7 separate regions of the Mus musculus genome follow, and all the other regions are linked to region 5. The links are chromatin contacts, called in public ChIA-PET, HiChIP or PLAC-seq and promoter capture Hi-C maps. All regions are on one chromosome and are shown on one strand. Each heading gives the region's core, a stretch centred on a gene start, on an enhancer-like site or on the middle of the called end of the contact. The rest is flanking DNA. Distances are from core to core; before and after follow the strand shown.

What was found. Promoter capture Hi-C pulls out the DNA fragments that hold promoters and counts their contacts. ChIA-PET counts read pairs in DNA pulled down with a chosen protein or histone mark. HiChIP or PLAC-seq counts read pairs in DNA pulled down with a chosen protein or histone mark.
Region 1: a contact with region 5 is called in an H3K4me3 HiChIP or PLAC-seq map of the 230-238 cell line, with 13 read pairs. The contact joins the enhancer-like site here to the promoter of Bclaf1 in region 5. A contact is called at or near these places in 3 of 39 promoter capture datasets (cranial neural crest, maxillary cranial neural crest and neutrophils), 4 of 115 datasets of contacts at active chromatin or transcription factors (the 230-238 cell line, bone marrow-derived macrophages and cardiomyocytes) and 2 of 9 other capture datasets (liver and pancreatic islet).
Region 2: a contact with region 5 is called in an H3K4me3 HiChIP or PLAC-seq map of bone marrow-derived macrophages, with 5 times the contacts expected there. The contact joins the enhancer-like site here to the promoter of Bclaf1 in region 5. A contact is called at or near these places in 10 of 39 promoter capture datasets (the C10 cell line, the HPC-7 cell line, cranial neural crest and 7 more), 1 of 15 datasets of contacts at CTCF or cohesin (the NIH/3T3 cell line), 2 of 484 Hi-C or Micro-C datasets (bone marrow-derived macrophages and nephron progenitors), 15 of 115 datasets of contacts at active chromatin or transcription factors (the 230-238 cell line, the HPC-7 cell line, T-cell acute lymphoblastic leukemia and 10 more) and 3 of 9 other capture datasets (adipose tissue, liver and macrophages).
Region 3: a contact with region 5 is called in an H3K4me3 HiChIP or PLAC-seq map of pro-B cells, with 2.9 times the contacts expected there. The contact joins the promoter of Il20ra here to the promoter of Bclaf1 in region 5. A contact is called at or near these places in 1 of 484 Hi-C or Micro-C datasets (pro-B cells) and 6 of 115 datasets of contacts at active chromatin or transcription factors (embryonic stem cells, epiblast stem cells, large pre-B cells and 3 more).
Region 4: an H3K27ac HiChIP or PLAC-seq map of embryonic stem cells shows a contact between it and region 5, with 2.7 times the contacts expected there. The contact joins the enhancer-like site here to the promoter of Bclaf1 in region 5. A contact is called at or near these places in 3 of 39 promoter capture datasets (the 3T3-L1 cell line, cranial neural crest and frontonasal cranial neural crest) and 6 of 115 datasets of contacts at active chromatin or transcription factors (the 230-238 cell line, bone marrow-derived macrophages, embryonic hindbrain and 2 more).
Region 6: a contact with region 5 is called in an RNA polymerase II ChIA-PET map of memory CD8 T cells, with 20 read pairs. The contact joins the enhancer-like site here to the promoter of Bclaf1 in region 5. A contact is called at or near these places in 1 of 39 promoter capture datasets (maxillary cranial neural crest), 4 of 115 datasets of contacts at active chromatin or transcription factors (astrocytes, bone marrow-derived macrophages, large pre-B cells and 1 more) and 1 of 9 other capture datasets (pancreatic islet).
Region 7: a contact with region 5 is called in a promoter capture Hi-C map of neural stem cells. The contact joins the enhancer-like site here to the promoter of Bclaf1 in region 5. A contact is called at or near these places in 13 of 39 promoter capture datasets (the C10 cell line, the HPC-7 cell line, HPC-7-derived erythroid cells and 11 more), 10 of 484 Hi-C or Micro-C datasets (CD8 T cells, the HPC-7 cell line, bone marrow-derived dendritic cells and 7 more), 29 of 115 datasets of contacts at active chromatin or transcription factors (the 230-238 cell line, the HPC-7 cell line, the SCID.adh cell line and 23 more) and 3 of 9 other capture datasets (adipose tissue, liver and macrophages).

Annotation. Positions count from the first base shown.
Region 1 is chr10:20,881,413-20,884,112 of GRCm38.p6, reverse strand. No RefSeq gene overlaps it. Among named protein-coding and RNA genes, the nearest start is that of Gm33510, 44 kb to the right of the region's middle. Within about 2 kb of position 1,307, at least 90 of the 459 cell types and tissues checked have an H3K27ac peak or open chromatin away from gene starts, as enhancers often do. A contact at or near this core is called in the 230-238 cell line, bone marrow-derived macrophages and neutrophils, where this site is marked.
Region 2 is chr10:20,914,439-20,917,138 of GRCm38.p6, reverse strand. No RefSeq gene overlaps it. Among named protein-coding and RNA genes, the nearest start is that of Ahi1, 37 kb to the left of the region's middle. Within about 2 kb of position 1,253, at least 29 of the 459 cell types and tissues checked have an H3K27ac peak or open chromatin away from gene starts, as enhancers often do. A contact at or near this core is called in bone marrow-derived macrophages and neural progenitor cells, where this site is marked.
Region 3 is chr10:19,711,252-19,713,951 of GRCm38.p6, reverse strand. It overlaps Il20ra (interleukin 20 receptor, alpha), which reads right to left and starts at 1,365. Exons shown (of 7, transcript NM_172786.2): 1 at 1,222-1,365. The coding sequence starts at 1,318. All of the region lies in intron 1 of Gm33332 (a long non-coding RNA gene), which reads left to right.
Region 4 is chr10:21,025,758-21,028,457 of GRCm38.p6, reverse strand. All of the region lies in intron 18 of Ahi1 (Abelson helper integration site 1), which reads right to left. Among named protein-coding and RNA genes, the nearest start is that of Gm20149, 17 kb to the left of the region's middle. Within about 2 kb of position 1,432, at least 51 of the 459 cell types and tissues checked have an H3K27ac peak or open chromatin away from gene starts, as enhancers often do. A contact at or near this core is called in embryonic stem cells, where this site is marked.
Region 5 is chr10:20,311,053-20,313,752 of GRCm38.p6, reverse strand. It overlaps Bclaf1 (BCL2-associated transcription factor 1), which reads right to left and starts at 1,284. Exons shown (of 13, transcript NM_001025392.1): 1 at 1,149-1,284.
Region 6 is chr10:20,863,801-20,866,500 of GRCm38.p6, reverse strand. No RefSeq gene overlaps it. Among named protein-coding and RNA genes, the nearest start is that of Gm33510, 26 kb to the right of the region's middle. Within about 2 kb of position 1,285, at least 16 of the 459 cell types and tissues checked have an H3K27ac peak or open chromatin away from gene starts, as enhancers often do. A contact at or near this core is called in memory CD8 T cells, where this site is marked.
Region 7 is chr10:20,933,963-20,936,662 of GRCm38.p6, reverse strand. No RefSeq gene overlaps it. Among named protein-coding and RNA genes, the nearest start is that of Ahi1, 17 kb to the left of the region's middle. Within about 2 kb of position 1,427, at least 11 of the 459 cell types and tissues checked have an H3K27ac peak or open chromatin away from gene starts, as enhancers often do. A contact at or near this core is called in neural progenitor cells and neural stem cells, where this site is marked.

The DNA of each region.
Region 1 (2,700 bases), core at 58-2,557, 570 kb before region 5:
TCTGGACACTGCCATGCTCCCACCTTGATGATAATGAACTGAACCTCTGAACCTGTAAACCAGCTCCAATTAAATGTTGTCCTCTATAAGAACTGCCTTGGTCATGGTGTCTGTTCACAGCAGTAAATCAAAACTAAGAGACACGTCATACATGTAAGATGGGCTTCACTTTAATGTAAACTTCATCAGAAAAATATCAGGCCACTGAGAGAATGAGAATTGTGACATACGGTTAGATAAAACTACTTCCTTTCCAACACTTCCTCCAACAAAGCCACACCCACTCCAACAAGGCCACGCCTCCTCTAATAAGGACACACCTCCTAACAGCACCACTCCCTAAAACTACTTCATCTGAGGGTTGGGTTCCTGGACAAGGTCTTCTTGTGCTGGATCTTCCTTGGTAACCTTATGTCAAAGTTCTTAGTCATAATCGCGCCCTTCCTATATAAAACATGATTTTGTGATGGTCCTAGGGATTTATCTCAATTAATATTCACAGAAATATTTGTGAAATAAAGTTCTTTCCGATTCTCTTCTCTGCTCTTTTCAATGAGAAATATTCCTTAATGCTACAAATGCACTTGAACGTACCTATCGAAGGTATGTTTTATTATGTTCTGTAAGTGCCTACAGAGCTACAACTTTTTAATGTTGGTTATGATACTATATGCTGAGATTTATGGAGGGAGCTAAAGCCATCTTATTAATAAGAGTTCATAATTATGTAAGACCATAAAGGACATTTTCAGGCAGACTGATTCACCCTTTCCATCAAACCATCATATTGGCTCTAAGACATTGGCTCTAAGAGCTTCTAGCTTTGCTTTTCTGATGAAGTCTGAACTTAAACAAGAAAGGAAGTTCCACCTTCCATGGAAGACACAGTATAAAAAAAATCTCTGAGGCTTTCCTGTTTGGCTGGTATAAACTCCACGCCTGTGTTTATCTCCAGCTCCTCCTGGTTAGGGGGTGTCCGTGTGCCAGTCATAGCTAACATACTTTCTTGAGGTGTCTTTGAACAAAGTCCTTTTGCGACATGCTGTGTGTATTTACTTTGAATGACTGTGAATTTTAAATTTGGATTAGGAAGTTGATAACACGACTGAAATTAATGTCTCTTCTCCATCTTTAATTTAGAGAAGCAGGATGGAGTCCAAATGGGAAAGGAATTGAACATAAGAATCTTCCAGGTTAACCGACCGGGAAGTAGCCCAGAGAAACTGGGCTGACGGGTAGGATCTAAGCACTGTGTTGTGCTTCAGTTTCTTGAACGCTGGCTTCCGGCACCATGATGCAACTGCTATCTGTCTTTATTTCCCTACTGTGGTTTTTGTGGGCTCTTTGCTTTAGAACTGTGTATTGTCTGGAACCCTGTGAGGATGAAACGACATTTTCAGGTTCGCAGTAGTGGCCAGGATCTGTCTGCGTGGTTTTTGATCTTTAGTTTGTGATATTGTGTATAGGATACTTTCTCTAGTTGCTATTATGACAAAGTGAATGCTCCCTTAAGCTGGTTATGAATGGCGTCCATGCTCCACTAAGGGAAAATAATGAAACCATTAACAGGTTAGTTCAAATTAGGTTCTTCTCCCTTTGCTGGTCAGCCAGCCCTGTGTGATTGCCTTGGTTCTCAATTTTATAATGAAGTTCAGGGTCAGTGGGATGTTTCATCAATAAACCTCCTTCCTCATAAGCAGAAACTGCTCAGTTTGATTCCCAGAAGCTATGTGAAGAGACTAGAAATATTGTCACATGCTTGCAGTTCCAGGATGGAGAGAAGGAGACAGGCAGGGGACTCCTGTAGCATATTGGCCAGCTTGCCTAGGCTACGTGAAGAAGCCCTAGGCCAGGGAGATCCCTGTCTGAAACCCAAAAGCTGGAAGATGCCCAAGAAAGGACTTGAGAGGTTGTCCTCTGCTGTCTGCACATGTGCACCCTACACACATATGTACACATCTAGTGAGCCATGCACACACACACACACACACACACACACACACACACACACACAATCTATATGTTTACTGGTTTACAGAAAACAGATGTAATTATGAAATGATAGCTTTGGCACCAACAGGTCAGACTTGGTGGTATACATCTTTAATTCTAGCACTCAGAAAGCAGAGATAAGTAAGTCTCTATGAATTTGAGTCTAGCTTGGGCTACCCAGAGGGTTCCAGGCCAGCCAGGGCTACCTAGTAAGACTTTTAAAAATAACAACAAAAACCATTTTTATTTGTTATTGTGAGTAAGGTCTGTTGATGTAGGTCATGGAATTGTGAACCAATGACAGGTAAACAGCTTATCTGTATTATTTCTTAGGATGCATATGCCACAGGGTTTTTTAAATAATAGAGTATATTTACATCATCCCTTTTATCATTAGAAGGCTGAGGTTAAATAATACTAATGGCTAACACAAAATTCCTTAACTCAAGTTTTGAGGTTCCTAACTTACTTAATTCTATTGACAGATTACTGTTCTTGGTGTGTGTGTGTGTGTGTGTGTGTGTGTGTGTGTGGTGTTTTTGTTTATAGCAATACCTTCCTAAAGCCTATATGAAAATAAGAAAAAAAAAAACAAAAACCTTTTTAGTTAGCCAGCCTGAACTATGTAATGAGTTCCAGGACAGCCTGGGCTACAAAATAGAGCTCCGGTCTCGTGTGTGTGTGTGTGTGTGTGTGTGTGTGTGTGTG
Region 2 (2,700 bases), core at 4-2,503, 600 kb before region 5:
GTTTGAGAATTTGTTCATTGCCCAAATTAAACACATCTCAATAATTAGTAAAAATGAAAAAAAACCATCTTAATTTATTTATTTTTTAAACATTAATGCATTTTGTATGTGTGTCTGTCCCTGTGTGGATGTCCGAATGCTATAGGTCAATCGCATGCATGTGGAGGTCATAGGATATCTTGCAGAGAGAGGCTCAGTCTCTCTTTTCATCAGATGGGTCCTGAGGATCAAACTCAGGTGGGTAAGGTGCAAGCACTTTTGCCCATTGTCTTGTTGACACCGTGCATATTACTGTTTTTAACATAAGAAAATCTATGCGAAGTAAAAACCATTATTTAAATGCATAATAATCTCAGATCTATAAGATCTTAATGTACTTGCCTGGTGTTGCCCACTTTCTCAGAAAGCTAAGAAAATAGAGAGGGTTGTTGACAGGGACGAGTCAAGAAAAGGGGGAACAGGAAACAGAGCGATAACAGAAGTGACCCCCAGGGACTTCCCAATATGGCTGCTAGTTTGCTAAGTTAAGTCCATTGCCCATTTCCCCATTGAGAAGTTAGTCTTTTCCGTAATGGTGCAAGCTCTTTATTAAGTATGAAACCCTCTTATTTATTTGTGCAGTGCAAATTATCCTCTAGCAGTTTCTGCCTTTTGATTTGGCTGTGGCTTGCTTTATTAGAGAGGAGTGTACAATTTTTTTTTTACCCATTCCATTTCACCAACCCAAGGGTAATTTTTAGTTTTAGATTCTATGATTCTACTAAGTGGGAATGAGAGGAAGTGCATGGGAGATATAGGATTGTAGGCCACAGTCCTGTATATAATGCAGGTTGTACCTACAGTAATATTTTGTTACAGAGACTGAGCTAGCTGCCTGATTTCTTTAATAGTAAAAACTTATTAGATATTTGCCTATTCTCCCCTAACCATGGATGTCCATCTATTTTGACTTTATGTAACCGGAGACTTTGGCAAAAAAAAAAAAAAATTAAACTGATTTCTGAAAAAAATTGTAAGAAACCATGGATAATAAAAAAAAATTCAGATCAAGATATAAGAAAGATCAGCTATCTTAAAACCAAGAAAAGTAAAAATCAAAATAGCACAAAATTTCCAAGTGATGGCTGCTCAGGGGACAACATTGAAAAAAAAAAAAAAAACGCATCCTCATTCCGGCTGTGGTTTGGTTACTCCACAGCTGTGTGGATGGAAGCAAGGCCACCAAAGTGCTCAGAAATGCCAACAGGCAAAGAGGAAATGGGGGAGGGAGTTTTTGGCACTCTGTCTCTGTGCACTTTCAACACAAACATAGGCTCCTTGTTTTCTTCGGAGAGGAAGACAAATTTGCAATAAAGACATATGACCGGAGCGCTGTGAAACCCACCATTGGACAGTTACAGGACACTCTGGCCTCTCTCTCACTAGTGCCACCTGGTGGCTGCAAGGGATTTCATAGTCCTACGATCACGTGACTCTCTTCTTTCTAAATTACCACCCCAATTTTTGTCCAGCTCTATCTCTATGGTTCTTTTAGGATGCTATGATCTGGATGTAGCTTTCGCTAGCATTGTCTGCAAACAGGAATGAGTTTGTTTGGATAGGACATTGTATTGGCTGGTTTTATGTCATCTTGACACAAGCTAGGATCGTCAGAGAGGAGGGATCCTCGACTGAGAAAATGCCTCCATTAGATCAGAGTATAGGCAAACCTCTATAGCATTTTTATAATTAGTGATTGATGTGGAAGGGCCCAGCCCATAATGGGTGGTGCCATCCATGGACTGGTGTCCTAGAATAAGAAAAAGAAAAAAAGCAAGCTGAGCAAAGCCAGTAAGCAGCGCTCCTCCACCGTCTCTGCACAGCTCTTGCCTCCAGACTCCTTTCCTGTTTGAGTTCCTGTCCTGACTTCCATTGTTGGTGAACTGTGATGTCGAAGTGTACCTGAATAAACCCTTTTCTCCCCAAGTTTCTTTGATCATGTTGTTTCATCACTGCAATAGCAACTCTAAGTAAGACAGACATTATCATTTCCTTATTTTCAATGAAACAAGACCCTATTGACATGTGTGGGACCACAATGGCCCAGGGTTATGGAGGAAGGCTTGAGGGAGCTTCAGCCTCTGATACCTCAAATATAAGGATGGTAGGATTTGGCTTCTCCCCCTCCAACCTGTCACCATGAAACTGGCTTCCCCGCCATCAACCCTAGCATATTCATTATTACCCTGACAGTTATCAGGCTTCATTCCTTGTTTGGCCCGTAAGACCTCCCCAACCCTTGTGTACGCAGATGAGGTGTTGTCTAACACCCCTGCCCTGGCCAATGGTACAAGGCCACACAAACCTTGCCGTAGAGACTCTGGCCACCTCCCCAGGGACATAAATACCTCTTTCTCCCCTCCCAATAAATGAATCAGTTCTCCGACCCTGTTCCCCAATCCTGTTCCCCGACACGGTTCCCCGACACTGTTCCCAGACACTGTACCCCGACACTGTTCCCGGACACTGTTCCCAGACACTGTTCCCGGACACTGTTCCCAGACACTGTTCCCCGATACTGTTCCCAGACACTGTTCCCAGACACTGCTCCCCGACACTGTTCCCGGACACTGTTCCCAGACACTGTTCCCAGACACTGTTCCCCGACACTGTTCCCGGACACTGTTCCCAGACACTATTCTCAGACACTGTTCCCAGACA
Region 3 (2,700 bases), core at 116-2,615, 600 kb after region 5:
TCATAGATCAAAAAAAGCCCAGTGGTGTGTGTGTGTGTGTGTGTGTGTGTGTTTATGTGTGCGTGTGTTTGCTTTAGATTTTGCTGTTAAGTTAGGAGTATTGCTGCCTTCTAATATCATTTTGCCCAGTTAGTGAGCAAGTTTTATTTCTCACATTAACACCAAGCAAGTTCAGTATGGTAGCTCTATTGCACTCACTGTATGCAGAGATCTTCCCGTAATCATTCATATAGATGTATATGTATATGTGTGTGTATATGTGTGTATACATATGCTTGTCTCTCATCCCCCTTGATGACCATACTTAAATCTCTGTCTAGACCTTTTATAATAAACTTCAACTGTGCTTTAAAAACAGAAAATGAATTCATATCAGGGATATTTGAATAAGCCTTTTCACATTTGGCTTATCTTGGATTATTAAAATATAACCATATACTTGCATAAATTTAGAACTTAGAAAATAATCTTCTTGTATAGACTACACGGTTCAGAAACCGCTCCAAGGCCAGCGTGCATGCTTCCGGCCTCTGAAAGGTAGTGAGCATCATGTTTTCTCTGATTGAGGTCTCACTTTTTTTCCCCACTCGCTGGTTTTTCCAGGCTGGAGCACAGGTGCTTGAATCAATTTTATAAAATTACAATTGATATTTTGGGAAGCTTTGTGGCTGTTGTCTTTAATTGAAACCGTGAGATACCTTGCTGAGATACCTTGCTTTTTAAAGAGTATGTTTTTATATGGCAGAAAAACAGAAAGAAGGAAAAAAAAAGAAAGAAAAAGAAACTTTTAAAAAGTGAATCAGCTTGGCTTTCTGAATTCCAGCGGTTACGGTTTAAACTTTAAAACAACAGAGAAAATCCTTCTAGTGCTTTATGTCTTACTGTTTTATGCTTTGTTATTTCTCAGAAGTACGTATACGCACACGTCAGGATTGCCAGGAAAACGGGATGTGGCTTACCCTTTTGGGGCTGATTTGGCTTTTCCAAACTCTGATCCAAGCTCCCACAGGCTATGAATCTTGGACTTGCCAAGGTTTTAGTGCGAGCCGCCCCTTGCCATCACTGTCACCAGTTTCGAGGTACAAGTTTTGGGCCACTCAGGAGGGCTACTACCACCCCTGTACCCCCCAACCCCAGCTCGGATTCAGCAAGCTGGAGCCCGGCGTGGACCCTTTCAGGCTCCTGCCAGGTAGCCCTTGCCGAGAGGAGCGACTCTCCTACCTGCGCGTCCCGAAGCGGCCAGCAGCAGAAGCAGCGTGAGCAGCAACAGTGGCGGCGGGTCCGGGTGGCCCGGCGCCGGGGTCCCGGGAGTGTGCATGGGCTGTCAGTTCGGGTCACATCTCGGGAACGCGGCGTGGCCTCCCCGGGGCTCCTCTGCAACAGCGAGACCCGGGCGATGGAGCCCAGAGTCTGCTGTGCACAACCAGCTCCCCCTGCAGGGAGTCCACGCGAGGGTGGCTGTCTGGGTTTCAGTTCTGAGTCCACACAGGCTTCAGGGGGTGATGGAGAAGCCGATGAGCTCTGACTCAGTACAGCAGAGTCTTATCATTCACTTGAAATGTCAGGTTTCATCCCGGAAGAAGCTGGAAGGGTGAAATAGGTACATATTTCTCAACTTACTGTTAGGCATGCTGCTTACCCTAGTCGAGATTTCCTCCCCACACCCCGAAGTCAGGTATCTTTGCATTTTACAGAAGAGCAGATGCAACCTCAAAACACAATAGAAGTCTCCCAAATGGGAGAGGGCCATCCCCCAGCTAAGAGAAAGAAAGGAAAAGCCAGGGAACACTGTGACAGAGATGTGCAAGCAGACCTCAGGGCTCCTCCTTTCTAGGTAGCTGTAAACATTAAACACAATGCGAAAAGAAACAAATTAACCATGTACTTCAGGCAGACTCTCTCTTTCCTCCATAGACTCCTGTTGCAAATGCACAAATAAAGAGAAATAGCCCTAAAATTGAATCAACAGACATCTAGAAGAGTCTCAATAACTAAAAGAAAACAAAACAGACGAACAAAGAACCCCTTTTGTGGTGGAGGCAGTCAGAGATGCAGCCGTTTTTAGAATGCCTTACACTCCTGTTTTCACTCCTGTTTTTTTTCCGGCTCAAAGAGTCCTAAGAGTCTTGGATTGGATTTGAAGGCTTCTGGAGGGTTAAAGCAGACCCTGCTATTCAGTTGTGCTTCTAGTTCACACCGGTAGGGGGCCCTGGAGGAGGAGGGACAGGACCTGTTAGCTGTCCTAGTTTCCAGCTTCTTCAGATACACGAAGAATTTGCCTCGCTGGCTGGACCCAATTCTCATGGGTCCAAATCTCCATTTAGTGAAATTCCTTTATCTTCTGTGTAGTCATGTCTTCCTTTTGTTTCTCCAGCCTTAGGAGTGGAAACTGCAATCAGTAGCTACTAGTTTCAAACTTCGACTTCTTTTCTCAGTGATCGGTTCTCTGACATCTGCCTGTTAACTGTCATGTTTCTTTCCTTTCCTGCACAAACTGGGCTCTTACTGATTCATATGTAATCCCTGAAAAAAGTAAGAAGACAGTATGATAGCAACATATTCTTTTTATATCAATGTTAGGACATGTATGCATTTCTGTTTAAATATGACTCATTCATAGCCTTAAAGGAGCTAGCTCAAGCAGACAGCTACCTTGCTTTTTCAACTTACACACATATTTCTTGGGAGATAGTCTACAGC
Region 4 (2,700 bases), core at 183-2,682, 710 kb before region 5:
AGAATCAGAATGGTTGCTACAAACACTGGTGGGAAATGCTAGCAGTGCCGGCTGCACAAGGCTGGGAGGGGGGAGGGGAGGGGAGGCTCTCACCGCAAAGCATCATGGGAGCTGCGAGCAGTGAACGAGTGGCCTGAGGACAAGGCTGTACTCATTTTCTTTAAAAAAACACGCAGTAAGTTTATTATCAGAAAAGAAAGTAAAGAACAACTTGTCCTAAATTTGAGTACTTTGAAATGAATTCTAATATTAATTTATATGCCTTATTATGTGAAAATATGCGAAGTTGTCAACTTCATTTGAAAACTATAAAGATGGTAAAATGCAATCAATGGTTGAAGAAAGCCTATTAAGACAGTGAAAGTCTTGTTCTCATGTCAACATGACTCAGCCATTTTACCAGAGCCTCCTCTCCTTGCTCCTCTCACCCCGCCTTGAGTGAACCAAAGTCCCCTCTCTTCCTCCCTGGAGGCACAGTGCTAACTCACAGGCACGGAGCACTTTGGCCTGATTGATTATTCAGTCCTCCGCTTCAGCTGATGGAACGGAAGAGGTTTTGCCGCCTAACAGTTTTAGTCAGTACACCTACAAAGCTCTCTTTTGAAATAATACCCATGGATCATTTGAGGAAGAATTCAGACGAGATTCCTGAAGTGTGCGTCATTGAACACAGGGCTTTGTTTCCCTTTCTAAAATGTAGTGGAAAATTAGAGAACTTTACATATTTTTATTTGAAAAGTAAATATTACTTTTCATCTCTAATATAAAAAAGACCACTCAAGGCCATAGCTTATGTACAGACTAAATTCTCTCTGCTAACTGCTACTAGACTCTCATGCTCTGACCTAACTGATAGAAGTAGGAGATAAACACAATTTCTGTGAAAGTTGCTGGCCAAGCTAGCCTCAAACTCCCTCCTGATCTTTAGCTCCGGATCCTCCTGCCTCTGCCTCCGGAGTGTAGAATTTACAAACGCTTTCTTTTAGTAATAGTGTCAGAGTCATGTTGATAAAAGATCCTAAACTCTTAACTAAGGAAGTTTGTAATTAAGAGCATTACTCACATCCAATTAAAGCAACAATCCTTTACCAAATGATTTTCTTGGGATCAGATATAGACTTGAGTAGAAGTAGACAGAAGAGAACTGAAGTCTATACAGTACCCACAGGCCATGCACAGTGTTAAAATTAAGGTTTGAGTTCCTAAGTCACACGAGTGATATTTCATGTACTCAACATTCACATGAGGCTCAGGGGCTACAATAATGGACTGCGCACAACTGGAGCTCAGGAAAGATGACTAGGATAAGTCTAAGACATCAGACAGTCACTGCTACCTGAGTACCAAAGATGCTGGCATATGCAGGGGAAGAAAGAGCAGAGCTGTGGGGGAACAGTCTATTTAAGCCTGTCAGGGACCAGGAAGCATCTAGCATAAGGAAAGAAAGAGGACTGACTCGCAAGATAAGAAAAAACCCAACAGAGTGTGGTGTCCAGGAAACCACGCATTAGGAAGTAACCAGATGTATTCAAAGCTGGTGATCGGTCAAGGAAGATAAGGAGAAGAACTGGCCACTGGCATTAGCAGCTGCGAGGGCCACTGGTAAGCTTGAAAAGAATATATTAGAAATGTTAAACTTTCATACAATGGAAAATGTCTAGGAACATGTAGGGACAGACTTTCCTTTGGAGTGTGTGAGGTCGTTCATGTGGATGTCATCTTTGCTATGATAAAAGCTATGAACCTGTAACCAGCACATCTGGTCGAAGTCAAACTGAAAGAACCCTGGGATAAATAAAGATTCGAAGGTTAGAAAAAAAGCCAAGTAGGCTGAAAGCCCTAAATAACAGGGGTTTGCCCAGCACTTCTCCTGGGGGCAGCCAGGAGAAGCAGAAGCAGTCTCCAAAAGTAACACTGGAAGAGCGAAGGCTGCTAGCGTGCAGCCCCAGCCAGCTGTTCTCACTTTGGCAAGTGTCCTGACATAGTTTTCTTGTTTATCCTAAATATAAACTGCACATTGTTTGTCCTAGCCACAAATGTAAAGTTTTAATAAGTATGCGTGGGCAAATGAATGAGTGAGATTACAGCTGTCCACACATTAGAATAGGTAAGTCATACAACTAGTCCTTCATCTTTAGAAATTTACAACAAATAAAGAAAAGCCATTGGCATGAAGAAAAACACAGAAGCGAATAAAAGCAACCGAAGACAGGAAACCTCCGAACAGAAACTCTGGAAGTCTTAGCAGGATGCAATGCACCCACCCACGGCACAGAACGATGAGAAGTTATCAGAGAGAACCGGGCAACCCATCAGCTGTGAGGCAGAACACAGAACCAGAGAGCTCTGCGGAAGGTTAACAACAGAAAGGCTGGCGGTGTCAAAGGTGAATCTAAAGCCTTCCCAGGAAGACTGGCAGTGAGTCACAGAAGCTCTGAGGACCCCACACCCACTCACAGCAACGTTGTCATGGCAATCAGTGTCCCACTACACAACTGTGAGACAGAACATCTCCTGTCAGATTGGTTGTTATATTTACTTCTGTCACATATGTAGTAGCTCTGTTATACCTGCCCTAGCCTTCCAATTTTACATTTGAACTTCCCATTCAAGATGTTATAGTCTGATAGTTCCACAAATCTCCAGAGTATAAACAGGACAAATCAAGAACTGATTAACACACCAACTAGAAGGCTTTAC
Region 5 (2,700 bases), core at 35-2,534:
AAACAAATCTTAAAACTCAGCTGGGGTGACGAAGAAGTGACGAAAAAAAAATACTATTATCCCACCACTCCCGAAGCTAAGGCAGGAGATTAACTGGGAGTTCAAGGCCAGCACTGAGTGACAGAACTATAACCTTCTTCCTTCACCCATTTATCCCCCCAATCACCGCTGCCAATATCCTCAATTTCTAAAGTGTGCTAACTCTTACCAAAAAAGGTAGCCGGGGCGGTGGTGGCGCACGCCTTTAATCCCAACACTTGGGAGGCAGAGGCAGGCGGATTTCTGTTCGAGGCCAGCCTGGTCTACAGAGTGAGTTCCAGGACAGCCAGGGCTACACAGAGAAACCCTGTCTGGAAAAACAAGAAAAAAAAAAAAAAAAAAAGGTATGTCAGCGCTTGGATTACTGAGAAAGGGCCCCTCTCTTAGTCGCATCCCGCTAGAAACTGGAACTACGCACCTACTGATCGGCTACAACAGTGAGTTGGTAGGGAGCCAAAACGAAAAACTTTGGCGCCAACACCCAGGTGTCTGCTACAAACAGATCGAAAGCCTTCATCTGATTAAGCCTGGCCTAAACCGACATATGTACCCCATAGAGGCGAGGGAGGCGGCTTAACCGCCACGCACGACGTGGCTGATTCCGTTGCTTAACTTTGTCGCAGCTCGCCGTTATCTCCTCCGAGTCCCAAAGGCTAGGACCAGGAAGGAAGACGCCTCCCCCAAGGCCAACAACAAGCAAGGCTCGGAAACTAACACACGCGGCGGCGTTGCCATGGGCAGGGAAGAAAGGGGAAAAAAGCACGCGTGCGCAGAGCCCTGGGCCGGGCGCGCGCAGGAGTCCCAGCCGAGGCCGTGGGGGAAGGGTCGGCGAGCGGTTTGCGCACGCGCACGCCGAGGCCTCCCGGGCTCCGGCCCCGAGCCAGGTTCGCAGCCCGGCCCGCTGGTGGCGCAGCTCCCCCATCCCCCCACCCCGGCGGCCCGCGGCGCCTTCCAGACCCGAGGGAGCGAGGAGGAAAACGCACGAGTAACGGCTCGGGGTCCCCGTTCCCGCCGCCGACCCGTCACCACGCGTCAGAGTTGTCGATACCCAACCGCCCTGTCGCCTCGGCTTTCTCCTTTGAGTGACTCGAATGCGGCGCGAGGCCTACCTGACACGCCGAAGCACGATGTGCGTGCAGGGTTTACCTCCGTGCTAACTACACAGCGGCCATTTCCCGACTCCAGAAGGAGAGGAAGACCATAGAGGCGGCCTCGTCGCGCTAGCTCGGCTCCGTCACTTCCGACTTGGGGCGTGGCCTTCCAGGCCGCTAAATCGCTAGGCAGGCCCCTCCCACCGTCCCGCCCAGGCGCGACTGGCGAACCGCGGTTGAGTGTAGCCCAAGGCTTTCTGGGAAGTCTCGTTGCCCGGTCTCGCGAGGTGTAGCCGACAGGGGGTGGGACAAGGGTGGGGCGGGCCCTGAAGGGCTGGCTGGCTTCTCCGCAGGCGGCTCGGCTTTGTTCGAAGAACAGTCGAGACTGATGTCCCCTGACTTCCGAGCCGCTGTTAGCGAGCCTGGCTCCTTCTGAGGCGGCGACCCAGAGCACGCCAGAAGCTCTCTCACTGAGGAAAAGGCCGGAAAACCGACGACGCAGGGCTGCGTCTGCCCGGAAGCGCCGTCCCTCGGACGCCTAACATGACAGTTACAAGGCAGTCTCTGCCGAGTGGCTTCGGGTGAACTCGCCCCCCGCCCCCTCCCGGGCCGATCGTGAGACTTGGATCGGCTGGGCGACTGCGTCACGGAATGGCTCTTAACTTCCCGGGCGCCGGAGCCTGGCCCCTGAGGCTTTCTCAGAGTTTTGTACGGATCCGGAAACCTCACGCCCTAACTGGATCTGCCAGAATCAGATTATAAACGAAGAAGCCAGGATTGAATTGAAGCAAGTTGCAGACATATTTACCTGCTGTTCTTACCAAAGCAGGACCACTCAAGGGACTAAAGCCGTTATTACGGTGTGATATTTTAGGACAACGTTAAATTCCTTGAAGGATTTCAAAGCTGTAATTGGCAGCCTGTCAGTTAAGTTCAGCATTAGAGTTTGATTCTGATCTTTAACCTTGTTCAGGGCAGCCTGTCCTCACAATCCACTCCACAGTGGAGGAAGTACCTGACTGACCAATGAATCCTGATTTTGATTGTATTTTAATTGGGCAATTGCTCCGCACCCAGCTCCCACTACCATGGTGGAAGCTATGATCTGCGCTATATGCGGGACCCTGATAGGTCTAAAGCATAAAGTAGGAGCTCAGAAAATACTTGTCAAGTAGGTGAGCTGTATTTACATGAAGCACAAAGACAGCACAACTGTGCTATTTTATATTAATGAGACAGCAGGGGCCAATAGCTCTTAATCTATTCAAAATACCAAAATCTAATCACTTTGAAGCTATTAAGTCCTGTGCAATTCTAGTATATGTTGGAAAGTTATCTTTTCATCTAAGGCAATATAATTTTTCGCTCATTAGATCCCCTGTGCTGGGCACTGAACCCGCAGAACCTGCCTGGTACGCGCTACACAATTGTTCAGCCACAGAAGTACACCTTCCTAACCTAACTTTGACCTCAAATAAATCAATGTGTTACCAAAGAAGGAAGACATGGGAACAAATAAATAAGTGGATGTCTAACAAACAGGTTGAGCCTCTGTAAGGAGCTCAGACGG
Region 6 (2,700 bases), core at 36-2,535, 550 kb before region 5:
TTCTCAAGTTTAGAAATAAAACCATCACAATTATTACATAAAAAGAAATAATGAATTTCACTTTTAGTTATTTCTGCTAGTTGCATATTTTACTATAAGCAAATTGTGTGATATTTGAAATAGTTTGTAACCATGCATATTTTACCATCTCATGCATACATTTTTATATAATTAAAATGAAGTTTGAAATGGCAGCAATAAAGTAACATACAAGATGCAATTAAAATTATTAACTGTAACTTGAGTTTATTAGCATGAAAAATATTTGTAAAAACATAAAACATTAGAGATACCACTGTAGCTATCACATACTTTAGCGCCTACTGAGTATAGGAGGGTATAGTTTTGAAATTACAAAGATAATACAAAGCTCACTTTATGTTTTTTCTTCACATTATTGGAAAATATTTTGAAGTCAATATTTTGTATAAAAACGTCTAGATGTATAATTTTAATAAATTTATCTGCCCAATTACTGTTTATTTTCTTTTTGGTTTGGATACAAACCAGCAGGGGTATGAACTTAGCTCTTTCCTCCTGGGATTCAAGAACACACTATTCAAATTGAGTCGGCATATCCATATGTAAATGGACTGTTCATGCAGAGGGCGTGAATGTTCGTTTTGGCTTCAGTCCTTGAGACTGGACACATACCAAGACTTCTTTAGTGTTGTTACTGTTAATTATTAGTTCTGGTAAAAATTAAGGAGTAGTGTTATTCTTGTTTGAAATCCCTCAGACCGACCAGTCATTTCAAAATAAAATTTAAGATTTGATCAACGACCATTTTAAGTATGAAAGTTAAAAATTAATTTCTAGGCCAGGGAGATGGACTCAGGTACAAGAAATGGAATTCAACTCAATGCCCCTGCCCCAATTTCTTTCCTTCTTCAATGCCAGGAAGGCGAGCCAGCCTGCCTGTGAGACTCTGTTTATCATAAGGTGGAGCCAGGAATGTCCTGAGAATGCTGAGTAGGTAGCTTCACCTGGGCAGTGGTCTCTGTGAGCAACTGAGACACTCTGTCTCAATAAACAGGGCAGAGAGCAATGGGAGTAACTTGCGACATCAACCCTGGGCTCCCACAAGCATCCCTCTGTGATGATTCGTTTAAATCACCAACTAGACACAGTCTAGAATCATCTAGGAAGAGAGCAGGAAGAGCCCCTCAGTGAGGGATCACCTACCTCAGGCTGACTGGTGAGTGTGTCTTGAGGAATCGTCTTGATGACCTTAACTGATGTGGGAAGGCACAACCCAAGTGTGGGTGACACCTTCTAGTGGTGGCACAGATGAAGGGACATGGAGGAAGGAAGGCCTTTTGACATTTTGCTTCCCTGAGTTTCATTTTCACTGTGAGTTCATCGCTGCTGCTGCTGCTGATGGTGATAACAACGATGACACTGCTGCTGCTGATTCCATCACTGCTGTCAGAAACAGCTTCTTCAGGTCTCCATCATAGTCTAAAAGCTGGTGGCGCTCCAGGGATCCCTACTGTCATTGTCGAGGCAGCCAGCTTCGTATTCTGAGCAACTACCGGGTTCTAAGCCTCTTCCAAATGAGCTAGGCATCGCTGGACTCCTTTAAATATACTATGCAAGCCAACCTAGCAGGTTCTTTCTTCAGGATATATTCATGCCACTAGTTTGCTTCTCCAGCATACCCTGATTAATGCAAGGTAGAGTTTAGGAAAGCATGGTGTGTTTTTCAGGAGGGAATCTAAATTTAAAAGTGTGGATTGTCAAGACTCCTCTACTACCATCTACTTTTTTTTCACCACACATTACACACACAAGCTGCTGCCCTGCTGGTGGTCAACCACACGCTGAGTGCTCAGATATGACTGCACAGTGGTGGAGTGCTGTGGCTCGAGCGCCTGTCATAGGCATAGAAAATGTAATATGGTTTTCTTACCTGGTCCAAACAATAAAATTCCAGCAAATATGCCACGTGTACAAATTATTTTACATTGCTTATCTGACCCCAAATAGTCCTCATAGTAATACTCTTGTATCATTTATTTTCAAATCGTTAATTTTCAAAACCTGACCTTAGGTTTCCCAAAATAGTAATTTGTCAAAAGTTATCACCACTGTGACTTAATACAGTAGTAGCCCAACATTCTCACATGATCTATTTAATATAGAGTCCCTTTACCCTTTAGTAAAATATACCTGAATTTAGTGTCTGTCACATTACTTTCTGATGCATATGATAATATATATCTATATATGTATATCTATGTATATCTATGAATCTATCTATCTATCTATCTATCTATCTATCTATCTATCTATCTATCTATGTCAAGAAAACATAATCCCAATTGTACATATGATACCATGAATCTAGAACTAATATGTAAAAGGGGAAATAGATAACTGCTAATCTACAGTCTGTTTGGTGTTAGTTTTATGTGTTATATTGATTAGGTTCTAGTCCTAGTTATATAACCAAAGCTAATCTAGCTATTGCCTTGAGAATATTTGTCTATGCATTTCAGCTACTGCACATTCTAAGTTAAGTGGATTATTGCTTTGTTTTTCAAAAAAATGGCCACCTCAGAGTGAATCATAAAATTATTCTTAATTTTTCTTAATTACATTCAGTTTGTGTGTGTGTGCCACCTCTGAGTGGGTCATAAAATCATTAATTTTTTCTTTATTACGTTTATTTAGTGTGTTTGTGAACCAGTAAGCTTA
Region 7 (2,700 bases), core at 178-2,677, 620 kb before region 5:
AGGCACCACTCTTCCACCAGTCAAGTTGACAAGCAGCACTCTTCCATCAGTTCCTGATGCCAGAGGTTCCTGCCTTGAATACTTGCCTTGGCTGCCCTGATGATGGAGCCTGTGAGCCAAATAAACCCTTTCCTCCCCAAGTTGCTTTTGGTCATTATGTTATCACAGCAATTGAAGCCAAATTAAGACAAGATCTTTGAATGAGTTCTTAAGATCCATAATTGTAGCAAGATCAATCTATTTGATGTGGTCCATCTATTCCAAAGTTTAACTCATCAAAACTCCCCTAATAGAAACATTTAGCATAACTTTAGGCCAAGTATCTGGACCCACATTAATCAGTTGCATGTGTATGTATATATATGTATATGTGTATGTGTACACATACACACACACACACACACACACACACATGCTTTCTTGATAAAATTCAATAAAATATTACATTTCCCTTTTTTAATGGAATGAAGACATAGAAAGTGCTTTGACCCTTCTCTGTCTACAGTTGATATGAACTGCAGCTGATATGAAAAAGAAATGAGGTAAAACTTTTAGAAAAGGGCTTCTCACAGTGGTGGTGCAAGTCTTTAATCCCAGCACTCAGGAGGCAGAGGTGGGTAGATTTCTGGGTACAATGTCATCCCAATCTACAGAGTGAGTTCCAGGGCAGGGGAGGCTACACAGAGAATCTCTGTCTCAAAAAAACCAAAAAAAAAAAATTTGCCAAGTTTTTTCAAACTGTGGCAATAATGTTTAGTGAGCCCCTATTAAAATGCTAGCTATATGCCAGCTAAAAGTATAGCATACTTACAGGGGCAAGGGTGGGGTAGGGTGTTTCATTTTGGAAGAGGTGATATTCACTATTATAGAAGTGAATTAAGAGTGTTAAAGTAGTTTTAGATTTATTAAAGTTTATTTAAAGTTTATTTAAGGATTGTTTAGTGATGTTTAGTGATGCCTAATGGCAGATGATACAAGACGGGCTCCATGTCTATCTGGGATCCATCTGCTGCCCTAGGTCTGCTACTGAGTGAGTCCTGTATCAACACCTATTGTTACCACCCATATCAAGCCTGTGTTCTCAACCCTAAGCCCATTGTATACCTAGACAATTGTCTCTGTTCTTTGTATGCACATTATTCTCTGCTGGAAATGGATTCCAACCTTGAACCCCAGCCAGATCGTCTGGGTCTGTGAAGCCAACGAGTCTTGCCAACATCTTCTCTCCAGGGGACTTGGATCTTTTCCCAGTGTTCTTCCCTCTGCAGCTCACTGGCGAAGGTCTTATTACAGGCCAGACAACTCCTCCCACTCTTGAGCATAAAGCCATCATCATCAGATAGAGTGTCCCTGGTGCAGCATACCTCCTGGCTCATTTTAGATGATGACTACCAACCGTAATTTGTCTGTGTATTGTCTCCCGATGTAAAACTGGGGAGTTCTATAGTCATGCCCACATGGCTGACTCTCCCCCACCATTGTTGGCTTGCTTCTCTCCTATAGAGAGAGCCACAGTTGCAGTTCTTTCCTGGTTCTCCTGCCCAAACCAATCAGATCACAATAACAAAGAATAAGACTTTCCTTGCTTTTCAACAAGCCTTTAGATTACAATGCATCTTAATCATGCTTATAAGTAACACTTTATCCTTTGTGTAGAATATCAGGCTTCCTACAAAACTGTCATTTTCAAAAATTGCCTAAGATTCGAATATTGCTTTTTGCAAGTAATGTGGTCCTAACCCAACATATCCAACAGGGTTCAGATCAATGGTTGTTCTAACTTCAACAATGGTAAATATTTGTTAAGCTTCTACTATGTTCATGGCACCAGACAAGAACCTATTATAGTGAATTTTCCTTTCCAGAAAAAATAAATTCAAATGTGGAACAGAAAGTCTAGACTCATGAAACTGGACTGACTTTGTGTCTTAGAAATTCAACACACCACAGCTGTGTGCATAAGCCTGGTTCAAACAAGATGACAAAATAAAACATTATTATGGCTAGGCATGTGGTATTGTTTGAAAAAATAGCCATAGTGAAAAGTGCTTTTCAAATGCCTAGCGGAATGCCTAGCGTAGGTACATGCAGGCTGTAACTAAGTTATACACTCTCCAGCTATTCTGGGACATGGCCAGTTGGGAGTACCCTTCCGTTAATCTCAAAACTATTTAAGATGTTCAGTTTTCCAAGTTTTTTCCTTTGAAAGTATATGTGAACTTTATTTGCAATAAAAAAGAAACTCATAGCATTTTATTACTTTTTGACATGCTGTTTCTATTGAATGCCTGTAATAAATCAGATATATGTGTGTGTGTGTGTGTGTGTGTGTGTGTGTGTGTGTGTGTGTGTGTGTGTGTAACAAATGCTGTTTTATAGTGGTGGTCACTGTAGAACACAATTGTATCTTATAATTTTTACTTGCTATAGAAGATAGGGATTTATGTGTGTGAATAAGACAAAAATGAGCCTGACAGAGTCACCATTAAACGTCTTCCAGAACCTTCTGGTGTTGAATTTTAATTATACTCTTGAACAATTCAGAATTGTTGCATTTTGTTTTTCAAATGCACAGAACAGAAAACATACTGAAATATGAAAGTACTAACTAAGCCTTTAAAATATTTTTACAAGCTACATGATGATAATTAAATGAGAAATATCAACATTTAGGTTTTGTACTTCAAATGACACAGCTAT